Regions from separate parts of the Mus musculus genome. Here regions 2, 3, 4 and 5 are each linked to region 1. Evidence: chromatin contacts called from public promoter capture Hi-C data. All regions are on one chromosome and are shown on one strand. The core of a region is the stretch at or near the end of the contact, and the rest is flanking DNA. Distances in the headings are between cores, read along the strand shown. Region 1 holds the start of Casc3 (cancer susceptibility candidate 3). Region 2 holds the start of Rdm1 (RAD52 motif 1). Region 3 holds the start of Cntd1 (cyclin N-terminal domain containing 1). Region 4 holds the start of Ezh1 (enhancer of zeste 1 polycomb repressive complex 2 subunit). Region 5 holds the start of Stat3 (signal transducer and activator of transcription 3).

The links. Promoter capture Hi-C pulls out the DNA fragments that hold promoters and counts their contacts.
Region 2: a contact with region 1 is called in a promoter capture Hi-C map of pre-B cells, with 2.6 times the contacts expected there. The contact joins the promoter of Rdm1 here to the promoter of Casc3 in region 1. A contact is called at or near these places in 2 of 39 promoter capture datasets (cranial neural crest and pre-B cells).
Region 3: a contact with region 1 is called in a promoter capture Hi-C map of hippocampal neurons, with 4 times the contacts expected there. The contact joins the promoter of Cntd1 here to the promoter of Casc3 in region 1. A contact is called at or near these places in 2 of 39 promoter capture datasets (hippocampal neurons and liver).
Region 4: a contact with region 1 is called in a promoter capture Hi-C map of liver, with 2.3 times the contacts expected there. The contact joins the promoter of Ezh1 here to the promoter of Casc3 in region 1. A contact is called at or near these places in 2 of 39 promoter capture datasets (embryonic stem cells and liver).
Region 5: a promoter capture Hi-C map of hippocampal neurons shows a contact between it and region 1, with 6 times the contacts expected there. The contact joins the promoter of Stat3 here to the promoter of Casc3 in region 1.

Annotation. Positions count from the first base shown.
Region 1 is chr11:98,808,392-98,811,416 of GRCm38.p6, reverse strand. It overlaps Casc3 (cancer susceptibility candidate 3), which reads right to left and starts at 1,609. Exons shown (of 14, transcript NM_138660.2): 1 at 1,326-1,609; 2 at 931-958; 3 at 482-519. The coding sequence starts at 1,553. It overlaps Gm12359 (predicted gene 12359), which reads left to right and starts at 1,328. Exons shown (of 3, transcript NR_033551.1): 1 at 1,328-1,741.
Region 2 is chr11:101,626,381-101,629,405 of GRCm38.p6, reverse strand. It overlaps Rdm1 (RAD52 motif 1), which reads right to left and starts at 1,457. Exons shown (of 7, transcript NM_025654.2): 1 at 1,342-1,457; 2 at 954-1,133. The coding sequence starts at 1,437. It overlaps LOC115487916 (a small nuclear RNA gene), which reads right to left and starts at 2,040; the gene lies at 1,850-2,040.
Region 3 is chr11:101,277,770-101,280,794 of GRCm38.p6, reverse strand. Cntd1 (cyclin N-terminal domain containing 1) reads right to left here and starts at 1,592. Exons shown (of 7, transcript NM_026562.2): 1 at 1,315-1,592. The coding sequence starts at 1,489. Coa3 (cytochrome C oxidase assembly factor 3) reads left to right here and starts at 1,847. Exons shown (of 2, transcript NM_026618.2): 1 at 1,847-2,081; 2 at 2,343-2,825. The coding sequence starts at 1,868. The coding sequence ends at 2,455.
Region 4 is chr11:101,224,992-101,228,016 of GRCm38.p6, reverse strand. It overlaps Ezh1 (enhancer of zeste 1 polycomb repressive complex 2 subunit), which reads left to right and starts at 1,554. Exons shown (of 21, transcript NM_007970.3): 1 at 1,554-1,621.
Region 5 is chr11:100,938,108-100,941,132 of GRCm38.p6, reverse strand. It overlaps Stat3 (signal transducer and activator of transcription 3), which reads left to right and starts at 1,593. Exons shown (of 24, transcript NM_213659.3): 1 at 1,593-1,877. It overlaps Gm46295 (a long non-coding RNA gene), which reads right to left and starts at 2,795. Exons shown (of 2, transcript XR_001780333.2): 1 at 2,647-2,795; 2 at 891-2,060.

The sequences.
Region 1 (3,025 bases), core at 360-2,859:
GCCTGCCTCTGCCTCCCAATTGCTGGGATTCAAGGCATGCACCACCACGAAGGATGCGTTTTTGCACAAACTATTCAGAATTCTGTCCTTCCAAGATTTCAAAATCATGCATGCATGAGGAGCCAGTCAAGTGGCTGTCTTCTCAATCCAGACATATAAAGGACCCTGTCCAACACCTTGTAAAGGATTTCAGCATCGTATTCTCTGACTCACAAACTCACTTTCTTTACTGAGAATAAATCAACTAAGTGTAACCTGTCCCTTCAAGAGGTGTGGCTTCAAGTTGCAGTCATTAACCGGGCAAGGCTGGAATTAAAGACATGTGCCACCATCACCAGACTTCTAACAGACTTTTAAAAGCACACGAGAAGAATGTATAAGAGAAGCAAGTCAGGGAATTTTTGTACCACACAGCTAGAGGTTTTTTTAAAGAGACATTTTCTGACTTACGCCATAAGGAAAAAGAATCTATCACACTCACTTCTGAATCTTCTGCACTTTCATAATCGGAAAGAACAGCTGAAAGGAAAAGACAAATTATGTGATATGTAATAACATAAACGTTTGTTACTACATTTCTGACAGTTCGTTTTGGGCCAGGCAAACATCCTCACTTAATTTGTGGACGCAGCAACTTTCTGGGGCAGATAAAATTATAGTTTCTGTTGACAGATGGAGAACTTTGGGACCACACTGACGAAAAACTATGCTGTTGTCAGGTGTTATTCTAAGTCACCACAGTGCACTCAATCTGTCACCTTCCAAAAAGGAACCAAACCAAACAAGCATGCTCATCATCACCATGACACAAACGCCACTCCCGGGGAACGCTCTCCAAAAACCCCTAACAAACCGAGAAAGACCCAGTGTAAGATATACATGGCCTTAATTTACATCCACAAGAATTCAAGATAAAGTAAAATTACTCACCATCTCCTTCCATGCCATCTTCACTCTCCTGGGAGGAAGAAGATCACACAGGTTAGAGTTGGTGATTTCCAGACGCGGGGAGCCCACCCGCAGATAACCGTGAGGGACGACTGAAGAATCAACACAGATGGTTGGGTAGGAATATGGGGCAAGATAAATCTTCAGAAGTCACATCGAGAATGGCGGTTCTCTACATCCCAGCCCCAGTTTCCGTGTAAACATTGCACGCCCTGAGCTCAGAAACCACCCAGTCCTCCTTCCCCGGGGCTCTGGGTGGATGCAGATTCGCAGCGGGACAACCTTTCTTTCCCTCTAAGAGGAGGCCCGGCATCTCACAGCATCTCCAGCCCGCCCCCTGCCGGGTCGCCGCCCTGGACCGCCCGCCGCTCACTCACACACTCAGACTCCTCGGCGCTCTTGGCGCCCCCGCTCTCCACCCGCCGCAGGTGAAGGCCCCCGCCGCGGCCGCCGCGCTGAGAAGGCAGCGAGCCACTGCCGCCGCCTCCGACGCTCCCGCTGCAGCTGCCGCCGCCCCGCGCCGGAGAGCCGCTGTCGGAACCCGAAGCCCCGGATTCCTCGTCCTCCGTGTCCTGGGAAGCGCGCTGCCGCCGCCGGTCCGCCATCTTACGGAGAACGGCCACCGCTGGTCAGCTCCTTACGCACCACGCCCGCCGCGGAGGCTGCCGGGAAGCTCGAGACTCCGGAGTCCCAGCGTGCTTCACGTCCAGGGAGGGCCGCCCTTCTTTCCGCGGGGCGGGGCCTGCACCCTGCGGCACGTTTTCTGGAGAGCGAGATGACGTCTGTCGGTGATGTAAGGAGGCGTGGCCTAGCGCTTTATTTCCCCACACCCCCACACCCCTAGCCCCGGCGGGCGGAGGGCGCCTGGGAGCGGGGCTATTGCATCCTCTTCGGGTTCTTAGCTCGGCCATCTTGGACTTTCCTTGGGGAGGGTTTCGAGCTCTTCTAGCTCCAGTGCGACGTTGGAGCAATTGCATGATTTTCGTTTTCCATTGCTCGCTTTCCCCTGAATTCTATACAGAACATTTTACTGTATTCCTTCGCATGGTTAAAAATCACGAGTCCAGGTGAAAAAGCCTTTAGTCCTGCGTCAGTTGCCAGCTCTTCACCTCAGTCTAAATTTAGGGGAAAGGAGAAACTGCAGTGGGGACAGAACTTAGTATTGCGGTGTTTCCTGGGTGTATTCAAAATCTCCTTTCTCCATGTGTCTTCCTAACCTAGTTATCTCATTTTGAGAACTGAAGGTTGGAAGGACACTAGTCTTACTATGCTTTTAAAACATCAGAGCTGGATCACCCTTGACTAGTTAAGAGGCTAGTTTTGGACCCTCTCTGCCCCTTCAATGTCTCGAGGTATTAGTTTCAAATCCTGGTGCATTGTTACTCTACAGAGAATGCTTTGGGTATGCATTTATCAGCAGTGAAAGAAAACTCAGCACAACTACCTTGCAGCAACATATAGTTTGTAAGCTAATTTATTACTGCATATTGTTAATATACATCAAATAGATGAGTTAAGAGGACTCTGAGCTGTTTTCATAAATAGCTAAAGGTCCCCACTGCTTACCAGATCTATAAACAGTATGAGACTCCAAGGAATCATGACTGTCTGCAGGGACTGATTCAACTGGTGACAGGTGGCCAAATGTATCATGGAGTTCAGCTCCAGAAACAACTGCCTGAACTCAAAATGGAGGATGCATGATTTAATAAGTGTGAAAGGCATAAGAATCTTATCCATCACAATCTAAAATGGTGCAGCAAGACTGCCAAGTTGAGTGTCTAAATAAGGACAAGGATAGCATGCCACTTTGTCCTTTAGTTGTTTGGTCGGAATCCAGCTTGGGATGTTTTTTTTCTTTTTTCTTTTTTTTTTTTTTTTTTAAGAAAATCTATGACCTCAAGCTAGCCTTTTCATCACTCGGGACCCACCAGCTTCAGCCTCCCCAGATGCAGGCTATGAGGGGACAATACCTGTAATCCTGCTCTGGATCCTACTTTCTTTTGTTTTTTGAGACAGGGTCTCATGGAAGCTAGGCTGATCTTGAACCTGGGGCTCTCCTGGCTGTGTGGGTGCT
Region 2 (3,025 bases), core at 208-2,707, 2.8 Mb before region 1:
ATGGCTGAGATGTGGCCATAGGTTAGAAACATACCAATCAAATTCCTTAAAGAATGACTGGCAAGCAAATCACCTCAGGACCTGGAAGTGGGTGATCTAAGATAGAAAAAGGTCTTGCATCATGTATGGACGTAGAGAAAATTCACTTGGGGTCACTACTAACTGCAGTTCTCAGATTTAATCAAGGTTCAAGGGAGAAGAAAAGAAAAGCAATATGGGGGCTGGTGAGATGGCTCAGTGGGTAAGAGCACCCGACTGCTCTTCCGAAGGTCCAGAGTTCAAATCCCAGCAACCACATGGTGGCTCACAACCATCTGTAACAAGATCTGACGCCCTCTTCTGGAGTGTCTGAAGACAGCTACAGTGTACTTACATATAATAAATAAATCTTAAAAAAAAAAAAAAAAAGCAATATGGATAAGAATAAGAAGCTGGGTCAGCAGCAGGTTGATACATCAAAAGTGGCCAATCAGAAATTGAAAGGACAGGTGGTGGAATTGAGAAACATGGTGAGATGTGCTGAGGCTCTGGGGGAACGGGTTCTATGTTAATATGGAATGAAGGCTACAATGTACTAAAGGATGCTTTCCCCACCTCTGGAACCTGAAGGAAGTTCTATTTTACAGTGATGACAATAAAGCATCCATTATATTAAAACTGGCAGTTGGTCAAACACATTTTAAGTCCAAATAAAATAGAAAATGTTTATAAATAATGTAAATAATAAATGTAAATGTAACATACGACATGGGATTTTCATTGGAACTCTTGGGTTTGACCACAATTACTCTCATGATGAACCTTTTATCACCTAACCATCACCTAGGATACCTGAGGCCAGAGGATCAGTGAAAACGCATCTGGAAGCACCGGGTGAATCAGGGCACCACAGAGTCTCTAGCTACTCACTGCAGAACTCGGAACGTTATCCTGAAGCCTGCATTTGCACACACCTTCACTGGTGATGTCTGAAAAAGGGGTTTCCCATCGCAAGCCTTCTGGGCTCTCTGTGCGTCCCGCGAGGAGTAAAACTTGATGATGGCGTAGAAACCAGGACGAGCCACTGCAGCGTTCGGGAAGACTCGGACTGAATACAGAAGGCCAAACTGAGAGAACACTGTGAACAGAGAATGCTGTGGGAGGCCCACCAGTGAGTGCTGACCCCCTACCTCACTTCAAGCCCAGATCCCGCCCTTCTCCGCTGGAAGCACTCCCTTCACTGGGGCTTCATCTAAGGAGGAGACAAGCCCTCGCTGGCTCCCCGTTCCTCTGCGCCCACGCGGGGCCCACGCCTCCTGTCCCCCCACTCCCTTCCCCTGCCCTCTCCGCGCAGCCCCTCACACTTAAGGCTTCGGCTGGGGGCCCAGTGCTCAGATCCCACACCAACAAAACTTTGTCGCTCTGGGTGGGAACTACGAAAGAGATCAACTCCGCCATGGTAAAGCCAGTGCGCCTGCGCAAGCTACTACCGCGAAATTTAAACCCTCACAAGTAAAGGGCGGAGCTTAACGATTTCCTTAAAACTTCCCACAAAGCACATATTTAAAATGTTTCCACCCCACATTAGCTCCAGTGCTACACTCTTTTTTCTTTTTTTTTTTCCTAAGATTTATTTATTTATGTGGTTGCTGGGACCTGAACACAGGGCCTTTGGAAAAGCAGTCGGTACTCTTAACCACTAAGCCATCTCTCCAGCTCTGGCGCAAACGAGAACTCAGTTATCGTGTACACAACCCAATCAGGATACAAACTAACGAAAGTTAAGAAGAAGAAAACACAGACATATTTAAAAAGCTGGACTGCCCTACAATCACCATGCTCTGACTTTAAAACCAACTTTACTCCCCAGAGGGGGTGCACCGTTCCTGGAGGTACTGCAATACCAGGTCGATGCGTGGAGTGGACGGAGCAAGCTCCTATTCCAACTCCTACTTCCAAAAATCCATTTAATATATTGTCCTCGGATAGAGGACGTATCAGATATTAAACTGATAAGAACAGATACTACACTTGATCTTAGCCAAAAGGCCGAGAAGCGATACCGAACTACGCCCACACGCCCCATACACTCAACACCGACCACACCTTTAATTCACAGTCACCAACCAACCGACTCAAACATGCAGCCAACACAGACTCTCCTCTTCATTGAGTACACCACCTTTACGCCACGAAAAGCCTGTAAGATTCAAGGAGGCCGAGAAGTTTTGGTTGCAGTTTTTTGTTTTTGCTCCCAGAGTTCCACAGAGCAGTTATTTGCATGCCCCGCCCAAGCGCGCCGAAAGCTCGAACCTGGACTGCTTTTTCCGCTTCTGCGCTGTAGAGCGCAACCGGGGCGCAGAGGGGACGTATTGACCTTTCCCTGCGATACAACCAGGTTCTTCTTCGCAGTCTTTCAGACCACACCCACAACAAAAGGTCCTTGAGGAAAAGGGGCCTTTCGATTTTCTGCTTAATTTATTAGTTTACAGGCGATTCCGCTAGGCTCCTCCCTAGGATCAAGCAACCAGCTTATGGTGCTTCTTCAGGTGTGGTGATAACGACTGCTTCACCACTCCAGCTCTCTCTGTTCCCACGTGTTCCTTGCGGTCTCTGGCCCCAGCCCCCATTCTCTCCTTCTCTGTCCCCTGCTTTCTCTGCCCTCGTGACTCTGTTCCCCTCTGTCTGCCTATCTGTTCATCTACCTCAACCCCTTCTCCAAGCCCTCCCTCCCCTCTCTTCCCCCAAATAACTCCCCACCAGATCTGTTGCTTGGCGTCATTTCTCAAGGGGGCACTTTGGCATGGGTCAGCCAGGAACTCCCTAATCATATTAAATTTCATATCATACATTATCTAAAAATATATCGCTATTCTGTTTTGAGGCAGGGTCATCACGTTCTATAGATTGGAAGAAGATCCAGGTTCGATTCCCAACACCCGATGGTGGCTCACAGTTATCTTTAACCTTCGTTCTAGAGGAGCCAGCAGGAACACCTGTGGCATACATATTTACATGACGTATGTGTGTGTGTGTGTGTGTGTGG
Region 3 (3,025 bases), core at 343-2,842, 2.5 Mb before region 1:
AATGGCACCACGAGGCTGCCAGTCTCTGAGGCTCAGCCCTTTGACAGTCATCTTTCCCATCTTCATCTCTTAAACGAAAAACTCAGATTTTTAGATTTTGCCTCTGAGCTGTTTTAAATCCACTCTTGCCTTCCTCTCTGTCATCACTCTGACTACACACAGGCTCCCCTAGCTCACCTCCCAACTCAACTCCAGCCTTTAGACCACATACAAAATCATTTTTACCAGGGGGAAAATGACAGCCACATTGGCCCCCTCATTTACATTTCAGTGGCTTCGCTCAGCAGAGATGGCTTAGCAGTTAAGAGCACTGGCAGGTCTTCCAGAAAACCTGGGTTCAATTCCCAGCACCCACATCAGGTGGCTCACAACTGCCTATAATTCTCAATTCTTCTTTTTTCCTGCTAAAACAAGTATAAAGTTCTCTCCCCTGACAGACATTCAGACCTCTGCTTGGAATGTCTCCAAACTACTTTCCTGGCCTTACTCTCTATTGCTTCTCCATATGCTCTGGTCAACCTGGACAACTAAACCCTCCGCTCCCAGCCTCCCTCTTGTTTTCCCAAGTTTTATTCATGGTATCATTCAATCCCTGGACCTCATCTTACCACTCCTTTAAATTCTCATAGTAGCTTGTATTCTCTGTGTCAATCACTCTAACCGTTATTTGTATCCACTTGCTCATATGTTAACAATTCCCACCTAAAGACTACATAGTTTGAGAGCAATGGCTAGATTGCAGTTCCCTCTTTCTATACCAGGCAATGTAAATGATAAGCACTCTAAACACGTTTATGGAAAGAAGAGTAAAGGGGGCTGGTGGTGGAGAGATGGCTCAAGCAGTTAGAAGCACTGGCTACCCTTCTAGAGGACCAGGGTTCAATTCCCAGCACCCATATGGCAGCTCACAGCTGTCTATAACCTCAGTTTCAGGTGATTGGATACCCTCATACAGACATACATTAATTTTAAAAGGGGGGGGACTCCCCATGATGCCGTGTGCTTTTAATCCCAGCATCTGGGAGTCAGAACATCTGTCAATTCCAGGCCAGCCTAAGCTACAGAGAGTGTTCCAGGTCATGACTCCACAGTGAGACTTTGTCTTTAAAAATAAAAATAAAAAAAGGCACGTGGGGAGTGGTGCAGGGAAGTGGGGGTTAAGAAATAAAAAAAAGAGTGCTAGTAAGCCTCGTTCATCGCTTATAAGCCCCACGACCTCGCACAACAAGAGTACTAGCAAAATATTTGAGTGAAAAACAAAGATCAACGCTCCCCTGCCTCCCGTAAACCTGACTCCCCACTCTGCATCCACACCCACGATCCGGGTCTCCCTGAAGCTGCCCGTCCGTCCCGCAGCCTCCTTCACGGCTTGCTCGTTCTGCTGGGCCAAGTGAAGCAGGGCGTTTTCGATAGTCTCTGTGGTAACCACTCCGAACTGAAAGTCACTACAGTTCACCAGCCTGGGCCTCAAGGGTCCTTCCATATTCATAAGTCTTTCGGAGTACTTGGACAGTTTACGGGATCCATAAACTGGCCTCCTTAGCTTATTTCCAGAATCTTCTGCCACACCTTGGATTCTTCCTTCCCTTTCTATATGTTTGCCCTCGCTTCGAATCTGAGAAAAAACATAATGTCCACCACGGCTTCGAACGGTCAACAGCTTTTCGCGCCCCAACTGACACAGAGAGCTCAGCCAATCAGAAAGCAGGGCGCTTTTCACCTTTCCTGTCCCTCCTCTAGGGCGGAGAGACCCTGCCTCTACCCAGAAAACTCCACGTGGACTACAGCTCCCAGAGTTCCTTGCTGAAGTCAAAGACTACAATTCCTGGCGAGTTCCGGGCTTGACGGCTTAGGGCGGAGCAGCAACATGGCGGCCCCTGGAGCTGGTGACCCTCTGAATGCTAAGAATGGAAATGCTCCATTCGCTCAGCGCATCGACCCGTCGCGGGAGAAATTGACCCCAGCGCAGTTGCAGTTTATGCGGCAGGTGCAACTTGCCCAGTGGCAGAAAACACTGCCACAGCGGCGGACCCGGAACATCATGACCGGCCTGGGCATCGGGGCCCTGGTGTTAGCTATTTGTATCCGTCCTGGCTATACCGCATATGGGGTTAGGGAAAAGGGAACAAGACGTGTAGCTTTTAATGTGCGGGCAAATGAGGTTCATGCCTAATCTTACTATATATACGCAGCGCGTATTGGCTTAGTAATAACAATTGGTTAAGGGTTCAAAAGGAGCAAAAGGGTGGCAATCCAAAATCATTAATTTGGGAAAACAGCAAGGGTGGCTAGACGAAAGGAATGCCCATGTGCTTTGTGGTTTCCTGAACCCACTCCGTCAGATGGTTACACCTTCTACTCGGTGGCCCAAGAGCGTTTCCTTGATGAGCTGGAAGATGAAGCCAAAGCTGCCCGAGCCCGTGCTCTTGAGAGAGAGCGAGCTTCGGGACCCTAACTGTATGGACCATCTTCAAACTGCTGGATCCCCTGTATATGTTGAATGATGCCTGGTGGTCTTACAGCATCACTGGCACACTAACGTCGGACTGTGTGATTGAGCCCAAGAAGCCAGAGACTATGCATTTGGCCGCTGCCAAGGGGGGGATTGCTCACTTCACGTGCAGTTTGTCCAGTTACTCAGCCCTTTTTATTTCCTTGTTTGAGAGGTATGCAACCTTGCCTTTACCCAAACTTTGTGGTTTACCCCTTCACCTCCCAGGGGCCCCGACTCTTAAGGGGGAGGGTGTGGCTTAACTGCAGCGTTGGAACCTTAAAGTGGGAAAGATAGGGTCAAGTTAAAGTAATAAAATGAGTCATGTCTCCCGAAGCCAAGCTAGTGTGTGGGGGCAGAGAGACATATGGCACTTCACGCTGGAAAGCTCCCTGGCACTAGCTGCAGCGGTGGCATTGCCCCAGGGAGCTGTAAATGTTTAACTAGAATTACTTTTTCCGTGAGATCTTTCCACCTGATTTAAGGGAGAGATTACTGGACTGTTTGAGACTGACCCAGGTCTTAGGGGGTAGA
Region 4 (3,025 bases), core at 305-2,804, 2.4 Mb before region 1:
AGTTGCCATGGGGAAGTGGGGCTAGGGAGGAAGAGGGAAAGAGAGAAAGGAAAAGAGAAAGGGAGGGAGGAGAGAGAGAGAGAGAGAGAGAGAGAGAGAGAGAGAGAGAGAGATTGAGCGCGCGAGCAGAGCCGGATAGCGCCAGCATGAGAAATGTCTGGATTATACAGGGAAGAACCTCTCTGGAGAAACAGCAGCCCAGCCCCTGGGCTGGAAAGTTCAGGGTTGGGGGCAGGGTATGCCAGGTAGGAACTGAAGGGTTGCTGGGAGAACTTGGAGGCCAGGTCCACTTTGATATGTAAAATATGCACCTCAGTCCCTTTTCTGCAGACACCTGCCTCTGCCTCTGCCTCCAAAGTGCTGGGATTAAAGATGTGTGCCACCACTATACCTACCTCCAAAGTTTTTGATAAAAGGAAAAGAATAGTGGAGGCTGGAGAGATGGTACAGTGGATAAGAACAAAGGCGACTTTAAAAAGGACCAAGATTTGATCTTCAGCACCTACATGGTACCTCACTACGGTTAGCAACTCCAGTCCCAGGGGATCTGATGGCCTCTTTTGGCCTCCAAGTATGCCCACAAACACATGGTACAGATACATACACCCAGGCACACACACACACACACACACACACACACACACACACACTAAAACAAACAAATGCATCGTTAAAAAATAACTAAAAGTCCGGGGAGTGGTGGTGCATGCCTTTAATCCCAGCACTTGGGAGGCAGAGGCAGGCAGATTTCCGAGTTTGAGGCCAGCCTGGTCTACAAAATGAGTTCCAGGACAGCCAGTGCTACACAGAGAAACCCTGTCTCGAAAAAAACAAAAACAAAACGAAAACGAAAAACCACCCCCCCCAAAAAAACAAAAAACCAAAACCAAAAACCACCATAGCATGTATTAAAACACACATACGCAAATAAATAAATAATAAAATATTTTGAAAAAAAGAACCTGTTCGTTTCTGATGATGGATATTTCTTGCCTCTATAGTTACTATTCCCTTTTTGTAATATTAAGTATCTTGTGGAGAGGTTTAAAAAATATTCTCGAGGGCTGGAGAGATGGCTCAGCGGTTAAGAGCGCCGACTGCTTTTCTGAAGGTCGTGAGTTCAAATCCCAGCAACCACATGATGGCTCACAACCATCCGTAATGATATCTGATGCCCTCTTCTGGGGTGTCTGAAGACAGCTACAGTGTACTTACATATAATAAATAAATAAATAAATATTAAAACAATATTCTCAAGCCGGGCGTGGTGGCGCACACCTTTGATCCCAGCACTTGGGAGGCAGAGGCAGGCTGTCTTCCAAAATTTGACTTGTAAGTTGTCTAAACACGGTTGGCAATGGTGCGCTGCTGAATAAAGTCTTCAAGAAGAGATCTGTGGCTCCAGGATGACTTTTCTCTGACAGCGCCACCTAGGAAAGTGTCGGACTAGAGCTACATCACCTTAGCGAAAACACACACCTGCGAAGACCGCAGCCCAGGTGATCCACCCTCAGAGTGCGCACGCGCACGGAGGGGAGGCGCGGGGCGTGGCCGCGGCGCAGGGGCGTGGCCGTAGCGCGCAGGCGTCCTAGTGGCGGGTGGCTGCGTCTCAGGATGGAGGGTGAGTGAGTAAACAAGACGGGGCTGGGCGGTGGGGCCGGGCCTGGGCTTGGCGTGACGCTTGAACCTCAGGGCTGGGGAGGCGAAGAAATGAGGAAACTGAGGGCCACACCATTGCCTGACCCGGGGTAGCGCGAAGCCTGTCGTCCCGAGTGTGGTGGGACCCGGGGCGACAGCGCGTGCGAGCTGCGGGGGGCCGCGTGGCGGAGGGGGCGCGGCGGGGGCGGACCCGGCTGGTGGCCCGTGCCAACGTGGGTGGGCCTTGGCGTCTGCCAGGGGACCCTGACTCTTGTAAGCGGGAGGGCCAGAGGCCCGGGTGGCTCGGGCTCGCAGAGGCTTTGAGTGATGTTGAGGAAGGGGTGGCCAGGCCGAGATGCCCGCCAAGTGTGAGAGGTTCTTAAGACGCCCAAGTGTCAGGGTCGAGATTCCCGGGGTCGCGCGGCACCTCCTCAACATTTTGCTCCCGGACCTTGTCGCTGGTCTAACTCGCCTCACTTTAGTTCCGGGTTTGAGTGAGGATTTGTCTTCAAACTGTGACTGTCTCTCCCGTCCCCAGAATTCCCAGAAACGATATGTAAATGAACGCATCCCGAAGTAAAAGGGAAGGTGCTATATTTGGGACATAACTTGTCAGGAAGTAGATGTGAGACAAAGCTTTAAGAGAATTTTTTTTGGGGGCGTGTTTCGAGACAGGGTTTCTCTGTGTAGCCTGACTGTCCTGGAACTCACTCTGTAGACCAGGCTGGCCTCGAACTCAGAAATCCGCCTGCCTCTGACTCCCAGTGCTGGGATTAAAGGAGTGCACCACCACGCCTGGCGAGAATTGTTAAGATTTAGTTGTTTGGGTTTTTGTTGTTGTTGTTGTTGTTTGTTTGTTTGTTTTTAATGTGTGTGCACTCTATGTATGGATGGTTCCAGGGACATCGAATCCCTTGGTACTAGAGTTAAGGATGCTTACATACCACCATGTGGGAGCAGGGAACTGAGCCAGTCCTTGTTGTTTGCAAGAGCAACAAGTGTTCTTAACCGCTGAGCAGGCTTTTCACCATGTGGGACGAGCTTACTTTGGTCAAAGTGACCACTGAGATGATGTAGGTGGTGGGGCACAAGGAAGAGAATGGAAATAGATTAGATGGAGGTTAGTGTTGGAGGTGTGGGTAAACTGATTAGCCAAAGTATGGAACCTATGCCTTGGGAAACAGAGCCAAGGATCACAAAGAATTGGATATGTACAGGGAGGACATTGAAAATGTAGAGACTTTTGGGGTACATTTGCTACATGATATCTCAGAATAAGAAATCTTCAGCCCAATGAATATTTTTGTTGATTTTGGTCTCTGCATAGCACCTGGCTATCTTTGAACTCTCCCTGTACACCAGGCAGGCCTTGAACTCACAGGATCCT
Region 5 (3,025 bases), core at 344-2,843, 2.1 Mb before region 1:
AAGAAAACAAAAACCTGAAGTTTCCTGAACTGTGTATATTAGCTGTGTTTTAAAATATACCATTGGGGGATTATCTTTGTGGAGAGGTAACAGCCCCTTGTAGATTTTAGATTTTTATCTTTATCTCTCTTTGTGCTAATCACCAGCAATACAAACACCAATAGGTGTACTTGTAAGTCCCTACCATCACATATACATACAAATCACTGCAGTACGCAGAGTTCATTCTCTATGACAGAAAGCCAAGCATATACACGTACCATGAACTGCTGATTCCAACTCAGTAAAATCTGTACTCCCAACATACAAGACGTGAAATAGGTCAGATAATTTCAAGAGCGTCAAGACCCCCCCCAAAAGACTAAATGGATGTTACTCCTAACTCCTGCCACTCTAGTTAAGCAGTAGTGGGAAAGTGTGGAAGAACTGGTTTGTCTCAATTGGACATTTAAGTTTAATGGTGAAAGACTAGTTAATGTTAACAATGAATCCTAAAATCATCAGAATATTTTATGGGCTTTCTCTCTGTGTGTGTTAGCTTCAGTTCTTAAAATTAAGTGCCTAATTAAAAGTGATTTAATTTTGTCTGCACGTTTTTCTGCACAAGGTGTGTGTCTTTGCTGCGGGCAGAGGCCTGAGGAGGGCTTCAGATCCCCCCCCCCCCCCCAGACCCCAGAGTGGAGTTACAAATGGCTAAGAGCCATCTTGTGGGATGCTGGAACTTGAACTTGAATTTTTACCAGGATCAGCCTGGCAGTCCCCTTAACTTAGGCATCCCTCTAGCTCCTAAAATAAGTACCTTTTAATGGAAACAAGTTGGTCAAAACTATCTTTCAGAATTTCAAGACCCAGTATAACAGTTTAAAAAAAAAAGAACTCAGACACACGTGGAAATGGCAAGTACTGTGTATTCGTGTCAGCTGTCATGCATAGGCTCTCTGCATTTCTGTGAGCTGACCAATCAGCCTTGCTGTTGAGATTCAGGTTTGAAATGGTGGAACAGAGAACCGGGTTATAGCCACTATTCTCCCCCACGCAATCTAGTAATTACTCTATTTCCACGTCATATTTCCGGGTGTATGCCCATAATCACGCAGAACTGAAGTTCAGAGCAGCCAGGAGTTGCCCATGTTCTTTTTTGATGTCTCCACAAACCCAAATGCTTAAGTGGGGTGACACCTGGGGACCGCCTAAGTGGCTGATTCCCACGTGGTAAGGAGCTCACAAACTCGCCCCCACGTGGTGCCAAGGGCCGGGAAAAGGGAGAGCGGGCAGAAGCGAGCCGTATCAGGGCATTTAAAGTGTCTTGACGTCACGCACTGCCAGGAACTCAGCTGAGTTTTCAGCAGGACATTCCGCTAATGTCTCCTCCCTCCCCCCGGGCTTTTTTGTAAGCTAGGCCTCTGCGCGTCCCTTGGTCGCGGAGGGAGGAGCACAAAGCTCTCAGAACAGCCAACTCAGGGAGGTGTGCCCAGAGCTCTCGACCCCGCCTTCTCTCCTAGAGGCGTTTTTCATTGGTTAGTGGGCGGGGCTTAGGAAGTACAGCGCTCGCCCGGAGGCCTCAGGGTGGCCTAGCCAGCTGGCCATTCCTTAATTATGCATGGAGGCGTGTCTTGGCCAGTGGCGGCTGGGTGGGGATTGGCTGGAGGGGCTGTAATTCAGCGGTTTCCGGAGCTGCAGTGTAGACAGGGAGGGGGAACCTGGGGTTCCGACGTCGCGGCGGAGGGAACGAGCCCTAACCGGATCGCTGAGGTACAACCCCGCTCGGTGTCGCCTGACCGCGTCGGCTAGGAGAGGCCAGGCGGCCCTCGGGAGCCCAGCAGCTCGCGCCTGGAGTCAGCGCAGGCCGGCCAGTCGGGCCTCAGCCCCGGAGACAGGTGAAGGGGGTGCAGGGTGGGGCCACCTCCCCGACGGCACGGGGGACGGCATGGGGGACCCCACGGTTCGTCAGCTGTGGGGGTGCTTAGAGCTGTGAATGGACACTTACATGGGGCAGGAGGATAGGAGGAGACACACAGGGTCGTCCCGGCGGCACTGACGTCCGGATGACAGGAACCAGCCTGGGAAAGGAAGGGACGCTGTAAGTTTCGAGGGGGAGATGCGGAGAGAGAGTGGGGAGTTCTGGGGGGTGTAGGACCGTGGGGGGGAGGACATTCTAGGCTGAGGGTAACAGAACTGACAGAAGCGGCCCTCCTGTGACTGCTCCCGGAGGCTAGGGACGTTCGGGCCACCAGAGCCACTGCCACTCAGGTGGAGATCATTGGGGTGGAGGCGTTAGAAGGAGCCTCCTTCCTGCCCCTGTGCTGGGCCTGGCCGTTCCTTGCCTAGCCACTTTCTTTGCCTTGCTCCCGTTCCTTCTGTAGTCAGCTGTACCCACTTAGGAGGTGGGAACTGTTGTGTCTCTCCTCCTGCCTCTCCGCCCCTCCCCCTCCCCCTCCCCCCCCCCCCCCAGCCTCTGGGACTGGCTAGATTTTTTTCTTAAGAATCAGATTTCCTATAGAAAATTGACAAACTTGTATCCTTTCTAAATTCTCTCCCATCTCTTTCTGTGTTAAGCTATGATTTCCCCCACCTTGTTAAGAACACTTTTTTTTTTCCCAATTCAAAATAAATCCCTGGCCAAACCAGCTCTAAAGAGCAACAAACCTCTTTCCTCTTTGACATTGTTCTCTCATAAACACCTGGTAAACTCGACGAGACGATAAATAATTGAGCCATTGCATTTACTGGATCGTGGTGTTGCTTAATTGCACAGGCCAGGGTGAGCCAATCAAGAGTGGGAGTTTTCTGTCTCATAGCCAAGCTCTTGTGTAAAAGCAGAAGCTAGGGAAACAAAGACAGGCTGGCCTTGGCTGAGTTCTGTGTGTAAACTTTACCTGTTGGGGGGTGTGTGGCTATAAATTGGTAAGTTGGCAAAATCCAGACTGTTGCTCAAGTCACTTTTTTCATACCTGGTCCACATCCCTCGGTTGTATCAATTGATGTGTGTATGGGTACTGTCAGTGCTTATTCAGTTTCCTTATTC